2 separate regions of the Mus musculus genome follow, and region 1 is linked to region 2. A link is a contact called in public promoter capture Hi-C data. All regions are on one chromosome and are shown on one strand. Each heading gives the region's core, a stretch centred on a gene start, on an enhancer-like site or on the middle of the called end of the contact. The rest is flanking DNA. Distances are from core to core; before and after follow the strand shown. Region 1 holds the start of Sox3 (SRY (sex determining region Y)-box 3). Region 2 holds the start of Mcf2 (mcf.2 transforming sequence).

Region 1 (6,901 bases), core at 372-2,871, 710 kb after region 2:
GGTTTCTCCGCAAACACCACAGCGATTCCCAGCCAGAGGGGGAGGGAGGGGCAGTGGTCAGAAGCCAGCGGCTCTAGCAAGTCCCATTTCCGCTGCTCGGGACTTCTCGCTTTTGTACAAAACCCCGACAGTTACGGCCAAACTTTCGGTCCTCCTCATCTTCGGTACAAGGCAACGGTCCCAGGCGAGCAAAGCTAAACAGCAAGGCGTCCCAACGTGGGGGGTGTGGGGCGGGGTGGGGGCGAAGAGCTGGGAGCGCGGGCCGGAGCTCAGATGTGGGTCAGCGGCACCGTTCCATTGACCGCAGTCCCGGCGCCCTGGTAGTGCTGGTGCACGCCGTGCAGCCGGCCGCCTGGGAGCGGAGAAGCGGCGTCGGCCGCGTCCCCGCCAGGTGGCAGGTACATGCTGATCATGTCGCGCAGGTCGCCGAGGCACGCGCGCTGCGAGTGCGAAGCGATGGCGGGCGGCGGAGAGCTGGGCTCCGACTTCACCACGGAGCCCATGGGGCCCAGGCTCATGGCGGCGGCGGCGGCGGCCGCGGCGGCAGCGGTGGCGGGCTGCTGCCCGTAGGCGGCGGCGGCGGCGGCCGCGGCGGAGGGCGCCATGCCCCCGTAGCCCGAGGCGGCGGCAGCGGCGGCGGCGGCGTTCATGTAGCTCTGGGCGCCGGGTGGCATCATGGGGCTGTACTGCAGGCCGGCCATGTCGTAGCGGTGCATCTGAGGCAGCGCGGGTGGCGGCGGCGGGCTGCTCATGCTCGGGGGCTGCGCGTAGCCCAGCTGCTCCTGCACGAGCGAGTAGGCGCCGTTGGCCCAGCCGTTCACGTGCGTGTACGTGTCCAGGCGCTGGCCCACGCCCACCGGGCTGCTGGCGGCGGCGGCTGCGGCGGCAGCGGCGGCGGCTGCGGCGGCGCCCGGGGGCAGGAGGCCGCCGGGCAGCGAGTACTTGTCCTTCTTGAGCAGCGTCTTGGTCTTGCGGCGGGGCCGGTACTTGTAGTCCGGGTACTCCTTCATGTGCACCGCACGCAGTCGCTTGGCCTCGTCGATGAACGGCCGCTTCTCCGCATCGGTCAGCAGTTTCCAGTCGGCGCCCAAGCGCTTGCTGATCTCGGAGTTGTGCATCTTGGGGTTCTCCAGGGCCATCTTGCGCCGCTGCCCGCGGGACCACACCATGAACGCGTTCATGGGTCGCTTGACGCGGTCCTGGTCGCTGCCCCCGCCGCCACCACCACCACCGCCGCCGTTCGCGCCCCCGCTGCCCCCGTTGCCTGCGTTCGCTCCGCCGGCTGGGTTCGCGCCACTCTTGCCTGCAGCGCCGGGAGCTGCGGGGACGCCGGTGCCCGCGGCTGGGGTGGGCGGCCCCACGGGGTTCTTGAGTTCAGTCTCCAGCAGGCTGTACATCGCCGGGGCGGGAAGGAGGTGCGCCAGCGTGGCGGGAGGAGACGGCGCTCCGGGGGCTGGAGCGGCCACCGTGAAAAGGCCGGGGGACTCCGTCGGAGTGGTGCTCAGGGGCCGGCGGGCCGGCAGCTCAGGCGGGAAGGGCAGGCTAGCCGAAGGGCTCCGCGCAAAGTCGGCGGGAACTCGCGGGCTTCTCTCACCTGATGCGTTCTCTCGAGCTGGTCGCATTCGCAGCTTGCCCGGGAAGCCTGCCCGGTCCCTTATATACCTGCTCAGATCCGGGAGGGTTGGGGCTCGGTCCGCCCCCTCACCACCCGTGGGCCTCGTGATTGACAGGCTCGCCGTGATGAGTCCTGGCCAATCAACACCGAGCCCCCTGTGGCCCAGCTTGGAAAAAAAAGTTCGGGGAGCCCTTTCGTTCACCCTCCAGACCCCTCTTGGGTCGAGTGACGTGATGAGAGCTTTTTCAGGAGGCGGGAGTCCACGAGACCCGCTCTGAGACCACCAATTAGGGTCTCAAAAAGTTTGAAAGAGCGAGAAACCCGAGGAGGTGAGGGAGGAGGGGGGAAGAGGGCGCGCGAGCAAGCGAGACTGGGGGGAGGAGGGGCAGAGGAGCGCCCGCGGGGTTCGGAAACAACTTTGCAGACTCGACTAGGCTGACCAGCGCCCCATCCCATGGCCCACCTGGAAAGCTCCCCGCCCGCCGTCTGCACGGAGGACCTCCAAACCCTGCTGTTGCCAGCGCTAAGGACACTGGGGACCTCTAGCAGTCCAGGCATGCTTGGGACGTTGAGTGTATAACGGAGGTGCGCTACGCTGAGCCACTGAGAAGCCTTCCTTGGAATTGATGGTAGCCGGTTGCCTGAACCCTCCACCCCGAGGGCCACTGCGTGCAGGACCGAGAGAGGGGCGGGGGCCGGGGAGCGGGACTGCTAGCGCACCTGGCTGTGAGGCTCCATGGGGGGTTTGCCAGTGCGAGTGGGGAGTGGCCTCGGCCTGTGCCCGGGGGAGGCGCTCGAACGTAGCTCCTGGGGAGCGGGTTTAGGATGCAAAGGGCGAACGAGCCTTCACTTTTTCGCTCTGGGCCCCTGCTTAGAGGCCCCTTTTTGTCTCTGCTGTCTGGCCATTTCGGGTTTTCCAGTCCGATGCTCCTGAGGGGGAGGGTCGGGCCCCTTGGAAAATCCGTTTTCATGGCAACACGGAGCCTCTCGCAGTAAAAGAAAAGTTTGGGGGGGGGTGGCCGGAGCTGAGCCTAGGCCTTGCTCCGGGTGCACCGCCCCTCCTCCGACCGCGCACCTGCTACGACCGCTGCGAGCGGCTCTCGGCACGCAGCCGCGCTCCCCCCCCCCCCCAAGCGGGCTGTGCTAACAGACTCTGCTTCTCCTTTCTTGTTTTACAGCCTTTCTGACCGAAGGCTGGAGAAGCAGAGTGGGACCTTCAGGCACTTTGTTGGGTTATCTGCCAAGGACTACCATCTAGAGAAACCTCCGCTGCCCGGAGAGGGAACCCGGACATTCTCCGCTGCCAGCTCAAGCAAGTGGCATGGCGTTTGAAAACTCTTGAAGCCCTCGGAGGCTGCTGGAGGGAATAGGAAGCCATCTGGGCAGATGTGGCAGAAACCGAAATAAGGTGTCCGCGCAGTACTGGATTCCCGCTTCCTCCTTTAGCTTGGTGGAAAGGTGGGAAACCTAAAGAAAAGCACATGCCCTAAGTGTGTGTGTGTGTGTGTGTGTGTGTGTGTGAGAGAGAGAGAGAGAGAGAGAGAGAGAGAGAGAGAGAGAGAGAGAGAGAGAGAGAGAGAATTCCAGGCGTCTAGCTTTTCAGCGATAATACTAAATGAGGTGATTTGGGATGCCTGTACTCCCGGCTTCTGTCTCTTTCTCTCATGCACTAATTAAAAAGTAAGCCGCCAACGTTTGCAGGGCGCAGACCAGTTCTGTCCATTTGTGGCCACAGGGTCCGTTGGCACCCGAATCTTGCTTTCTAGCCGGCATCAGTTCCAGAAAGTTTGTGGTCCTGGTTCCTTCCTTTTAAGTTTGTGTTCTACCTGGTCTGAGCCGTTTCCTGCCAAGGATATCAGTAAATTAGGTGGGTGTAGGGGGTTTAAAGTCTCTGGAGACTGTGTGGGGATCTATGTTAGTAAGTGTGCACGCACACGCACGGCTGAGCTGGAAAACATGTTTCAGAACAGGGAATGTTTCAGCAGGCCCCACCTGCACTCGTTTTCTTGGTAAATTGGCTGACAGACTCAAGATTTTCTCAGGCACACCCATGGTCCCCTAAAAAAACCAATGTGCGCTGGCCCTTGCCCTCCCAGCACCCTCTTCACGCCCTCTCTCGTCGCCCCCCCCCCCTCCACCAGGCCCCTGAGGCTGTTGCTAAGTGAAGAGCCGTTTAGGAAACTACCCAACCGACTCGCAGCCTGGCGTCCAGTAGCCTGACAGATGTCAGGATTCTTTCCAAGTTTTAGGACCCAAGTAAGCCGTTGTGGTGACAGTGCCTGGGCTGCATATTTCCCAAGACAGAGGATGTGGGTCTGGGTCCCTGCTCCTCCCCGAAGCAGATTAGCTGTTTGTCATTTGATCACACCTTGTCCTGGTTTAAGTGAGCTCATTTTCACATTACATCCTCCTGCCAGATTCGCTGAGGGCTTTTGGTAGGATCAGACACCTTCTCTCACCCTCTTGGCTTCTCTGCGGTGACTGTGATTAAACTGATCTCTGTGTGGTGGCTCTGGGCTGGGCTAGACAGAGCCAAACAGGTGTTTCACCGAATTCCCTTCAAAACACTTCATAGGAAACTTTCTTCTTACAATTTATTATTTCAGTAGACAAGCAGAGTTAACACTGTGGACCTGAGGATATTCAGGGCGGCTAGGAAACCAGCTTTCCAGACCCTCCCCGCACTGAAGACTAAGACACCAGTCATGCCAAATTCCTTTTATTGGGGGGGTCTGTAGACGTATCTGAGCGGGTACTTCCTTAATCTTAGTGGCTTCTGTCTCCGCAGAGGCTTTCCGGATGGCAAGGTATTGAACTGTAGAGTCTTTCAAACTGTATTCTCTGTATCTGTTAACAACAACAACGAAAAGCAAAATACATCGGGACACAGGAAGGAAAGAATGCGCTCAGCAGAGCTCTTAGCCTTAGAGGCCTCTGGGATTCGGTGGGCAATACCAAGAGCTCTGGATCCCAGACTAGGAAACCGGCCAAGTGCTTCCCCCTCCACCCCTCCCTGCCCGCCCCCCATGCCCCACCCCCGCTCCAAGGAGCGTTAAGACTCCCTCCGATTGGGGTCGAGCCAGGGGCTCCTAGGACCCATGGCGGGACAATAGCGCCGTTTGTTGGCTTCATTTGGAAACTTCACCCAGAGGAGCCCCCTTCTCTCCCTGAGGGTCTTCCAGGTCTTCTCAACCCCGGAAAGACAAACAGCTGCTTGGCTGCAGGGCAGAACAGGACCTATCTTTAGGAAGCTGGTGTAAAACTCCAGTGATTTGGCGGTCTAACCCAGCGAACTCCAGGTATATAGTTTATCCCCTATCTCCCTCCTTCCTGTTGCTTCGGGAGAATCAGGTGTTCCAAAGGGCCTCAGAACTGCAGAGAACTTCTGGTATTGTGCTTTAGAGCTGATAGGGAGCGTTAGATCTGTGTAGGTACCTGCTGGCACGTGGAGAGGATGGCAGTGTTTGAAGTTTGTTCAGGCTAGTTCAGGCCCAAGAGTAGTGCCATCCGTGGTAGCTGGCCCACAGTGCTCTAAGGTTTTCCAAGTATGTTGGTGCCTAGGGCTAAATACTGGCTTGAGGACATGAAAACAACTTCTTTTGGAAACCTTTTCCAGCAGACAAAAGCCTTACATTTTAAAAGTCAATTCTGTCTCTTCATTGAGAGCATTGCTTGACCATTTACCCTGGTACATCCAAGACTGTATTCAGGCTACAGAGGGAGTGCCTTGATCAAGAAGCTTGAATCTATTTTAGAACCATCCTTTGTAAAAAGGTCAGAAAGGTCACTCCTACTGGTGGAAAAGACATAACTTTCCCATTCCACTAGCACTATGTGGGACCCCTCCCATCCCAAACCCCACACAGCAGTGTGTATGTGTGTGTGTATGTGTGTGTGTGGGGGTGTGTGTGTGTGTGTGAAGGGACAGCTTTCCTGTCTTTAAGGTCAGAGAGGGACCTGAAGATCCTAGGTTGGTGGATACAGGCTTTAAACAACCTAGTTGATGCTCTCTAAAGAAACACTTGTAGGAGCTTTGAGACATGGAATAGCATTGTTCTGGAGGTGACAAACTGTGTGGTGGCACAATTTATTCTACTGCTTTTTGGCTGTAGATATTTTTGGGGTGAGCACTTTTGAAACAAGTTTCTGAATTCAATTCATTTACTTAGTTGTTGTAGAGATGCTGGGGTCTCTTTGGCCTCCCCACACTTGAGGGCTCTCATCTGTAAGAGGGACTCTTACTAACAAGGGTGTTAAGGTATTATTAATTACCCGCTCTCTTTTCCCTAGGTGTGCAGCAAATCTGAGGATTTTGACAAACTTTGCCTTCAGCGCCCTCTTGTTGACTTCACAACCCATATCCATTGCCTTCTTCCCAGAGGGGGGAAAGCACTGCCCAGGAACAGGGTCCCATTTCAGAGGGCTTCCAGGGCCACTGTCATTGCCCTGTTTGTCTCCTCCTCACCCCCACCCCCTCCCACCACTCTGCAGGAGCTCTGTAATTCAGATCAACCAACTCACACACACACCCGCAGAGCAACCCCCAGAAACCTGGCTCCCGGATGGGGGGTGGCTGCCCTCCCACTGTGCTTGCCAGGAAAGGGAGTCCATCTCCTTTGCTGATGCAAAGGCATGGCCCTCGCTTAAGCAGAATCAAGGTGATTCATAGGAGTATGGGACCAGGGAAAAGATCTTAAAATTGTTATCTGCACAGATTTAGAATTCCGCCGGGGTGGGGGTGAGTAGGAGTCCACTAGACCTGACTACCCTTCCCTGGAAAAATCAATGCAGACTAGGCATCTCCCCTGCCTCTGTGCAGGTTCACCTGCTCCTTCCGCGGGCGATGCCTGTTAGCTTTGAGAGGGTTTGGGTAGAGCTTTCCGGGGGTGGGGGTCGGGGTGGGGATAAATCTCAAGGCAGGATTCAGCTGTCCTTAATCCCATGTTTTCCTTCTCTCTTTTTACTAAACGTTTTCATTTTCTAAAAAAGTCGAGAGCTATGGAATTCGATGCGCAGATTTTCTATTTTCCTTCTTGGCCCAGCATTTCCTTTGGTTACATTAAGTTTCCACCCTACATTTATTATGTGCTAAGTTGTTTGTATAGTATGCAACAGTGAGTGAGATCTTGCCCTTTTCACTCTGCATTGCAAACTGGAAACAGTCTGAGAGAAGACTTGAGACTGAGCAAACGGGATTTCACTTACCCCAAACTCCTAGCAGATCCACAGAGAAGTCTGCTCCCAGGGAAGAGGAAGGTCCTGTGCAAGGATCTGGACTGATTGGGA
Region 2 (7,827 bases), core at 4,983-7,482:
TAAGTTTCAGGCCAGCCTACATAATAGTTGGTAAAAGATTGTGTCCCAAATAAGGGAAAAAATAAACTCCCTAAATTGACCTATAGAGTCTAAGCAATTCCTAGCAAATGCTAACTAGATTTTTATTCTCAAATTGACAAGATAATGATATAAAATAAAATTCTGAAGATTAGCAAAGACCTAGAAGACCCAAAATGCTCCTTTTATTACCATTATTTTTATTTATTTTGAGTGGAGCTGAAGAGGTGGTCTAATAGTTAAGAGCACTGCCTGTGGTCAGACATGGTGGTGTCTTTAACCCTAGCAGAGACAGAGGCAGGCAAATCTCAGGAAGTTTCAGGGTAGCTTATGGCTCCAGGTTCAGGGGTTCAGTAAAAGACACTGTCTCAAAAAACAAGGTAGAGAGCTACTGAGGGAGATATCCATAATCAACATCCGGGCTCTGTACAAATATGTGCATATGCAAGCATCCAAACACACAAATAAATAAAGGAAGACTTCCCAGAGTCTTTATTTATTTATACTTTTCAGATAGTTCTGCACATTTGGGTTACAATATTCCTTAGCTTACAGCACATCAAAATGAACAGTGGAGAATGCAGCCTGGAACCAGAGACAATAAAAGACAGTAGAAAAAACTGACAGCAGCAAGAAGTGACAGCTAACAGAGAAGGGATATATGAAGAGATTAGACAAAGCAGACATTACAAATTAAAAGGCAGAGAGATCTGTGCCCGTTTGCCACAGAGACAAAGAGCCTCCACTCGAACCCCTGAGCACTGTATATATCAGATTAACATAATTGATGCTGTCTTAAGGACAGTCTTGAGTCATCAGGAAAGGATGCAATTATTTCCAGGTTCAGGGGTCCAGAAGGTAAGTAAACTTTTTGAAAACCTTTCCTTCCAAAATGGTTAGAAGTTTGAGAAGCAAAATAAACCAGGCACTAAAAGTGTTGATGCTGTTTCAGAGAGAAGTTTGACACAGAAAATAGTCGATATAATGTGATCTACAGGCCAAGATGTTGTTCAGTTAGTTAGGTGCTTGCCTGGCATGAATGAAACCCTGGATGTGGTCCAGAGAACCACATTAAAAACATCTGGAATGGTGGCTTATACATTTAATCCCAGCACGGAGGAGGTGAAGGTAAGAGAATTATGAATTCAGGGCCATCCCCAGCTATATAGTTTTTCAGGGCAGCCTGGTCTACATGAGAGTTTGTTTCAAAATAATAAAAGTTTAGCCCCATTAAAGACCCATTATTCGTTGGAATACATTTTACAGCATTGTGCAATGTATGTAAATCAATGCTGTCATTTATACTCTTTTTATATTTGAGCTAAAACTTAATGATGCCACATTGCAGTTGAAAATAAATTTGGCCGGGCAGTGGTGGCGCACGCCTTTAATCCCAGCACTTGGGAGGCAGAGGCAGGCAGATCTCTAAGTTCAAGGTCAGCCTGGTCTACAAAGTGAGTTCTTCCAGGACAGCCAGGGCTGTATAGAGAAACCCTGCCTCAAAAAACCAAAAGAATAAAAAAACAAATCAAACCAAAAAAAAAAAGAAAAAAGAAAAAAAGAAAATTTGTACATGGATAGGTTTCCACACCTCCTTAAATTCTTAGTTGGGTAAGGCTCTAGTAGATTAATACAGTTTATATTCTTCACAGAGTGCAAAGTATTTTTCCTACTGATTATTAAGTAAGGTAGCATGTGAGAAGGGAAAACTGTAGAAGCAAGCTAATGAACATGTATCTATTCAGTACTCAGGCTGAGCTATCAAGATAGCCCATACGGAAGTAGATTTAAGGGAAAAAATGCAGTTAAGAGAAAACGGGAAGACATAAGGCTTACTTCTCCCTACTTCTTCCCGGATCTGGACCTCTTGGTTAGTTCAACCTGAATGTTCCACAAAAAGCGCCTCCTCGATAGTGACGCCCAGGCTTGGGAAGAATATCTCAAAAGCTTGGACATATTCCTTTACCACATATGAGGCTCTGGGCTCCATTCTCAACACTAAAATAAGATGATAAAATAAATCAAACCCAAACTTGCCCTTCCTCTTCCATTCCCAGCCTCTGGTTGGCTGGTTGGCTGGTTTTAGTTTTTTCTTGAGAAGGCCCTCACTATGTGGCGCTGACTGGAGATCTTCCTGCTTCTCCCTTCCTAGTACTGGGATTAAATTCAAGCACCATCACACCTGGCCTCCATTCCCAGTCTTTCTCCCCAAACCGAAGCCCTGACTCAGCTCTTTTTTGTGTGTTTGTCTGTTTGAGACAGGGGTTTCTTGGTATAGCCCTCACTGTCCTGGAACTCATTCTGTAGACCAGGTTGGCCTCAAAGTCCAACCTTCTGAGTGTTGGAATTAAAGGTGTGCACCCCCACTGCCTGGTTCCTTGGTCTTTCTTTCTTTTCTTTATTGGATAGATTTTTTAAATTTACATTTCAAGTGTTATCCCCTTTCCTGTTCTCCCCCCTCCCTTGGCTTTTCAAGACATAATTTCTTATTTCTCTATGTAACTATGGCTGTCCTGGAACTGGCTCTATAGACCAGGCTGGCCTCAAACTTAGAGGTCCACCAGCCTCTGCCTTCCTAGTGCTGAGATTGAAGGTGCGTACCACCATGCCCACATGCTCTAATCATTTGGAAAACCCTCTGTAATTCTGTAAAGCAACTGTATTCTCCCTTTCTGCTTTGTCTTTGCTCATTTATTTCCTATGTCTGGAATACCTTCTCTGCCTCTACCACACTCCATTCCCACCCCTTATCCACCAGGAAAAAATGAATTCCTCATGCCTTGTGCATCCCTCTGATTTTGAGACCCTACCACCTCAGAAGTAAAAGCGTGCTTTCTCTGGGCTGCCTCATAAGAGAAACTGTGTACACACAAATAACTACGTAATAAGTGACCTTTCAAAGGGTTCTTCATGGCAGTAAAAAGCTTTCTGAACACATAGGTAGATACAGGAGTATTTTTAAGTATATGAAATCTTTTTTGCATTTACAGTTATAAACTGTGCATGGTAGCACACACCTGTAACCCCAGTATCTGGGAAGTAGAGGCAGGAAGAGCCAGAATTTGAGATCAACCTTAAGACTCTATGTTCAGAGCCCAGTGTGGTGGTGCATGCCTTTAATCCCAGCACTTAGGAGGCAGAGGCAGAGGCAGGCGGATTTCTGAGTTCAAGGCCAGCCTGGTCTACAGAGTGAGTTCCAGGACAGCCAGGGCTACACAGAGAAACCCTGTCTCAAAAAACCAAAAAAAACAAAAAACCAAAAAAAAACAAAACAAAACAAAACAAAAACAAAAACAAACAAACAAAAAACAGTACATGCTGGGAAGCCTGGCTACCTGAGTAGCCGCATGGTGGAAGGAAAGAACAGAGTATTGTAAGCTGCCCTTTGACCTCCACATATGTGCTAGGGCACCTGCTCCCACACATATACGCACTAAAAAGAGAACAAAACAGTGTATTTTTGAAAAGAGCAAAATAAGTCCCAAGCTGTACACGGGGTTACAAACCTGTAATTTTGGTTACTCTAGAGGTTGAAGCACATCCTTTAAACCAGGAGCTCAAAAGCAACATAGGCAAGTTTTTTAAATGCCCACCTCAACAACAACAACAACAACAACAACAACAACATAAAGTTATAATATCCTATAGGGTGTGTCCCAGCCACAGATATACTTATCTTTGCAGGGACATGGTGGTAACTGCTGAAAAATACCTGAACACAAATAGCTGCCAGTCTCCCTACCCCACTACTGTATCCCTCTCCCCACCCCCACCTCCACTAAAACACAACAGAGTGCTAGGATGTATTGCCATGCCACAGTGGCAGCATGTTAGAAACTTCCAAGGATCAAGAAAATGAACTGAGAACAAAGAAAGAAATGCCTGGCAATAGAATCATCCCTTTGTATTTCATTTTTGTGGCATTTTCCCACCAGGATTGTAACTTAGAGGTAGAGCATTTGCCTAGCATCCAACACACAGGCCCCAGAACACCTCATTCTCTCGTATCCATACAAGTGTGTGTGTGTGTGTGTGTGTGTGTGTGTGTGTGTGTACATGTGAGTGCCTATGTGTTATGAGTGGTGGTAGACATGAGGATGTACCTATGCCCTCTCAGCACTGAGGATTATTTGGAGCTGGTCCTGAGCTACAAAGTGAGACTGTTTCATTTTTTATGTGTTTTTTTTCTACGAAGTTGATCTTTAGCCCCCACTGCACACGACTTGTGCACAGGCTTCCTTTTTTTTTTTTTTTTTTTTTTTGCCTCCCACATCCATTTAAACTGCCCTGAAACCCTGAAAAAGTGTGTGCCCCACTCCCACACTTCCCTTAATGATTTATTATTACATACAGAAAATAACATTGACCGCTTCCAAACAAAATACTCAAGACCAAAGGGTTCTTTGTTACCAAGCTTTAGACAGAGCCCTGGGTTTCCTGTGGTTTAACCGAAGTCATCGACGTGACCTCCTTCCAATTCGTGGACAGCCTCAAACAAGAAGAGGAATTTGGAACACACACTGTGGCTACCTGATTTGAGAAAAGAAAAACTACACCATGTCTAGTTTTTAATTCCCAAATTCCCATTACAAGGAACACCGCAGGGTAAGCAAGCACCACAGACGCACAAAAGACATGGCCAGAGCTGCAGCACCTGGCGGATATTCCTGGACTGCTAATGGTATTAGAGGAACTTTAAATTTTAGGAGCCTCTGCATGCTTCACGGTACACCAAGAGTCCAAAGCCAAGCAACTCCGACTAGCTCAATATGTATACATCAAGTGCCGCCTCTCACTACTCTTAAGCTTTTTACCAAAACAGTGGCAGCAGTTAAGACATTTGTTAGCTTTGGTTTTGTCCCTCCAAGGCAAGTAAGAAAGAGCCTTTCGCCTTTGTAGTAAGAGCTGAAGGAAGACAGGAAGCTCATAGGACCAGGCTGGAAAGAAGTGGCGGTCCTAGTGAGAAAACCCAAATTCTTGACCGCAGTTTGCCTGCAAACTCCTCCTCCAACTTCAGGCCCGCGGCTTTCAGAATCCAAGCGCCTTTTTGACTTGGCCCTAGCACGCGTACGTGAAACAAACAGCAACCACCCACACAAGTAAATAAACCTCGCTTTAAAAACTACAGGGAGTGTTACAGGGAAGTGCATCTGCATCCTCCTCCTCAGCAAGGTTCCGCTCTAGGGTACAGAATGCGGTGTAGGAAGATTCCTCCCTTAACATTCCCAACTCCACCAAGAGGCATCCAGGTGGGTGGTGGTGGGAAGTGAGGAAGAGACCTGGAACAGTCTCACCTTGCATGGCGGGCTTCTGGGGGTCCACCTGCGGGGCTTGAGCTGAGCAGAGAGCCACACACATCCTCAGAGTGGCAGCTGGCCTGAGGAACTGAGGTCCACAGTCTGGGCGGCTCTAAACTAGGAGTGCCACAGCAGGGGGGGTGGATTATGGAGTGAATGGGGGCAGGGAAAGGAGAGGGAGAAAGAGAGAGTGAGACAGAGACGGAGGGAGAGAGAGAGAGAGAGAGAGAGAGAGAGAGAGAGAGAGAGAGAGAGAGAGAGAGAGAGGTTGATTGAGAGAGAGAGAGCAGAGAAGACAAAGTGCACCAGACATCCCCTACCCGAACAGGTTGAGGAGGGAGCCGGGAAGAGGGGAGAGAGCCCAGTGTTCCAGGCAACTGAGTGGGAGTGCACAGGGATGTGGTACTCACCTGCTAGGAAGACTGCCTGCAGCAAGCAGAGGTAGTTCTTCCCGTACTTCTCCGCGATCCTAACGCGATGCAGGGCCATGGCCATGTCCACCTGCACCGGGACCGCCTGCGTGAACGGCACGAAAGAACAGTGGTCCTGATTCAGCTGGAGATTGGGCGCCTTGGCGGCAGCCCTAGGCAAACGCTTGACCGCCAGCCACTGCGAGGCCAGGGCCGGAGTGGAAGCGGGAGGGGACCCTGTTGGAGGGAGCCCAGCCCGAGAGGACCCTGCTGGAGGGAGCCTTGCTGGAGGGAACCTTGCTGGAGGGGGCCCTGCTTCCGCCATCCTCAAGCCAGACTCGCTAGTTGGTGACCCCAACCTCAACTGGCCACTGCCGGACTCTGGCTCGCTAGCAGCCCGTCTGTGCAAGCACAGACGCGGCCAGAAGGGTCGCAGTCTACGCAGCTCAGTGGCTTAGAAGACTAGAGCCCCCTAGCTGGGACCAACAAGCCCCAGGACAGGGAGCCCAGAAACTTGCAGAGATTTCAAGACTCTGGCTGCAGAGCACTTCTGACCTCAGCTACTGAGAGTTGAGCAACTCCGCTCGGAGTGGATGTACACCCACGTCCCCGCCTAGTTTCCAACAGGATGGATCAGGGGCGGGACACCGAGAACCAGAGGGGACAGCCCCCACAGATACGCCCGCGGAGGGGTAGGGAAGGCTGGAGCACGTGTAGGGAGGAGACCGCCCGACCTCTCACTCTAGGCAGTGGGAGCTGGAGTCAAGAGTTTTCTTCCTTTGCATCCTGCTTCTCAGGGCAGGGCAGGAGTGGAGTAAGGATACACAGTGTGGGCACCTGCAGATAACACTGTTGGAGAGCTTTGCTGATGCCAGAAAAGCAGCCCTGGTTAGTCCAAAAGGGCTGGAGCTCTAGCCTGAATGTGCCTTCTCCCACCCTGCCCCCCACCAGCCTGCACTCGCCCAAGTTTCCTGACTTGCTTTAAAAAGGAAAGGAGGAAATAGAAATGGGCTACTGAGAAGACTGTGAGGTAAAAAACACTTGCTGGATCAACCTGGGTTAAAGGAACCCTGTGTAAGTTATGGTATAATAAGAGAACTGATCCCACATAAGTGTTCCCTGACCTCTACATGCACTGTAATACATATGTTATGCACAAAAATAAATAATAACCAAAGTCGAATCTGAACATACAGATCAGTTGGTAGAGTGTTTTCCTAGTGTGCACTTCTGGGTAGGAGATGGACTCTGAAGGATCAGGGTTATCTCCAGCGACATAGCCCATTCCAGGCCAGTCTGGGCTACTTACAAAAGATCCTGTCTCAAAAACATCACATACGCAATTAAAACGAAAAATAACAACAAACTGACCAGGGGAATGGGGGGGGTGGCAGCAAGACAAGACATCCTCTTGAAGAACCAAGTGAGAAAGGATGGGAGGTCCCAGCCAATCCCTTCTCCTAAGCCCAAAGCTCCCCAGAAGAAAGCTTTGGAAGAGTAAGGGAAAGCTAGCTGCTCATAACAAAAGCTAGAGCAGCAGGACTTTGAAGGGCTAGCAGGGAGGTAGGGGGGAGGGGCTGGAGGGAGGGAAGGGGGAAAAAAGAAATCTGGTAAATAAATTATAATCTGGAAAAAAAAAAGGAAAAGCTATAGAAGCCGGGCAGTGGTGGCACACGCCTTTAATCCCAGCACTTGGGAGGCAGAGACAGGTGGATTTCTGAGTTTGAGGCCAGCCTGGTCTACAGAGTGAGTTCCAGGACAGCCAGGGCTACACAGAGAAACCTTGTCTCAGATTAAAAAAAAACAAACAAACAAAAAAAGCCTATTATTTCTGTAGAAACTACTGTTTCATACATAGTGAAAATTTCCCCCTGATGTTCCTTAAAAGAAATGGCTGTTCTGATGGTCTCATGCTTTTTTGTTGTTTTGTTTTGTTTGTTTTTGTTTTTCGAGACTGAGTTTCTCTGTGTAGCCCTGGCTGTCCTGGAACTCACTCTGTAGACCAGGCTGGCCTCGAACTCAGAAATCCACCTGCCTCTGCCTGGTCACATGCTTTAAGTCCATTTCCAGTGCCACTATATCTCCGCCCCCCCCCCCCCCAA

Evidence for each region. Promoter capture Hi-C pulls out the DNA fragments that hold promoters and counts their contacts.
Region 1: a promoter capture Hi-C map of embryonic stem cells shows a contact between it and region 2. The contact joins the promoter of Sox3 here to the promoter of Mcf2 in region 2. A contact is called at or near these places in 5 of 39 promoter capture datasets (cranial neural crest, embryonic stem cells, hippocampal neurons and 1 more), 10 of 484 Hi-C or Micro-C datasets (all in embryonic stem cells) and 2 of 115 datasets of contacts at active chromatin or transcription factors (both in embryonic stem cells).

What each region holds. Positions count from the first base shown.
Region 1 is chrX:60,891,809-60,898,709 of GRCm38.p6, forward strand. It overlaps Sox3 (SRY (sex determining region Y)-box 3), which reads right to left and starts at 1,622. Exons shown (of 1, transcript NM_009237.2): 1 at 1-1,622. The coding sequence starts at 1,622. The coding sequence ends at 270. Gm38438 (predicted gene, 38438) reads left to right here and starts at 1,845. Exons shown (of 3, transcript NR_155290.1): 1 at 1,845-1,944; 2 at 2,794-3,073; 3 at 5,906-6,259.
Region 2 is chrX:60,172,857-60,180,683 of GRCm38.p6, forward strand. Mcf2 (mcf.2 transforming sequence) reads right to left here and starts at 6,233. Exons shown (of 28, transcript NM_001289731.1): 1 at 5,726-6,233. The coding sequence starts at 6,050.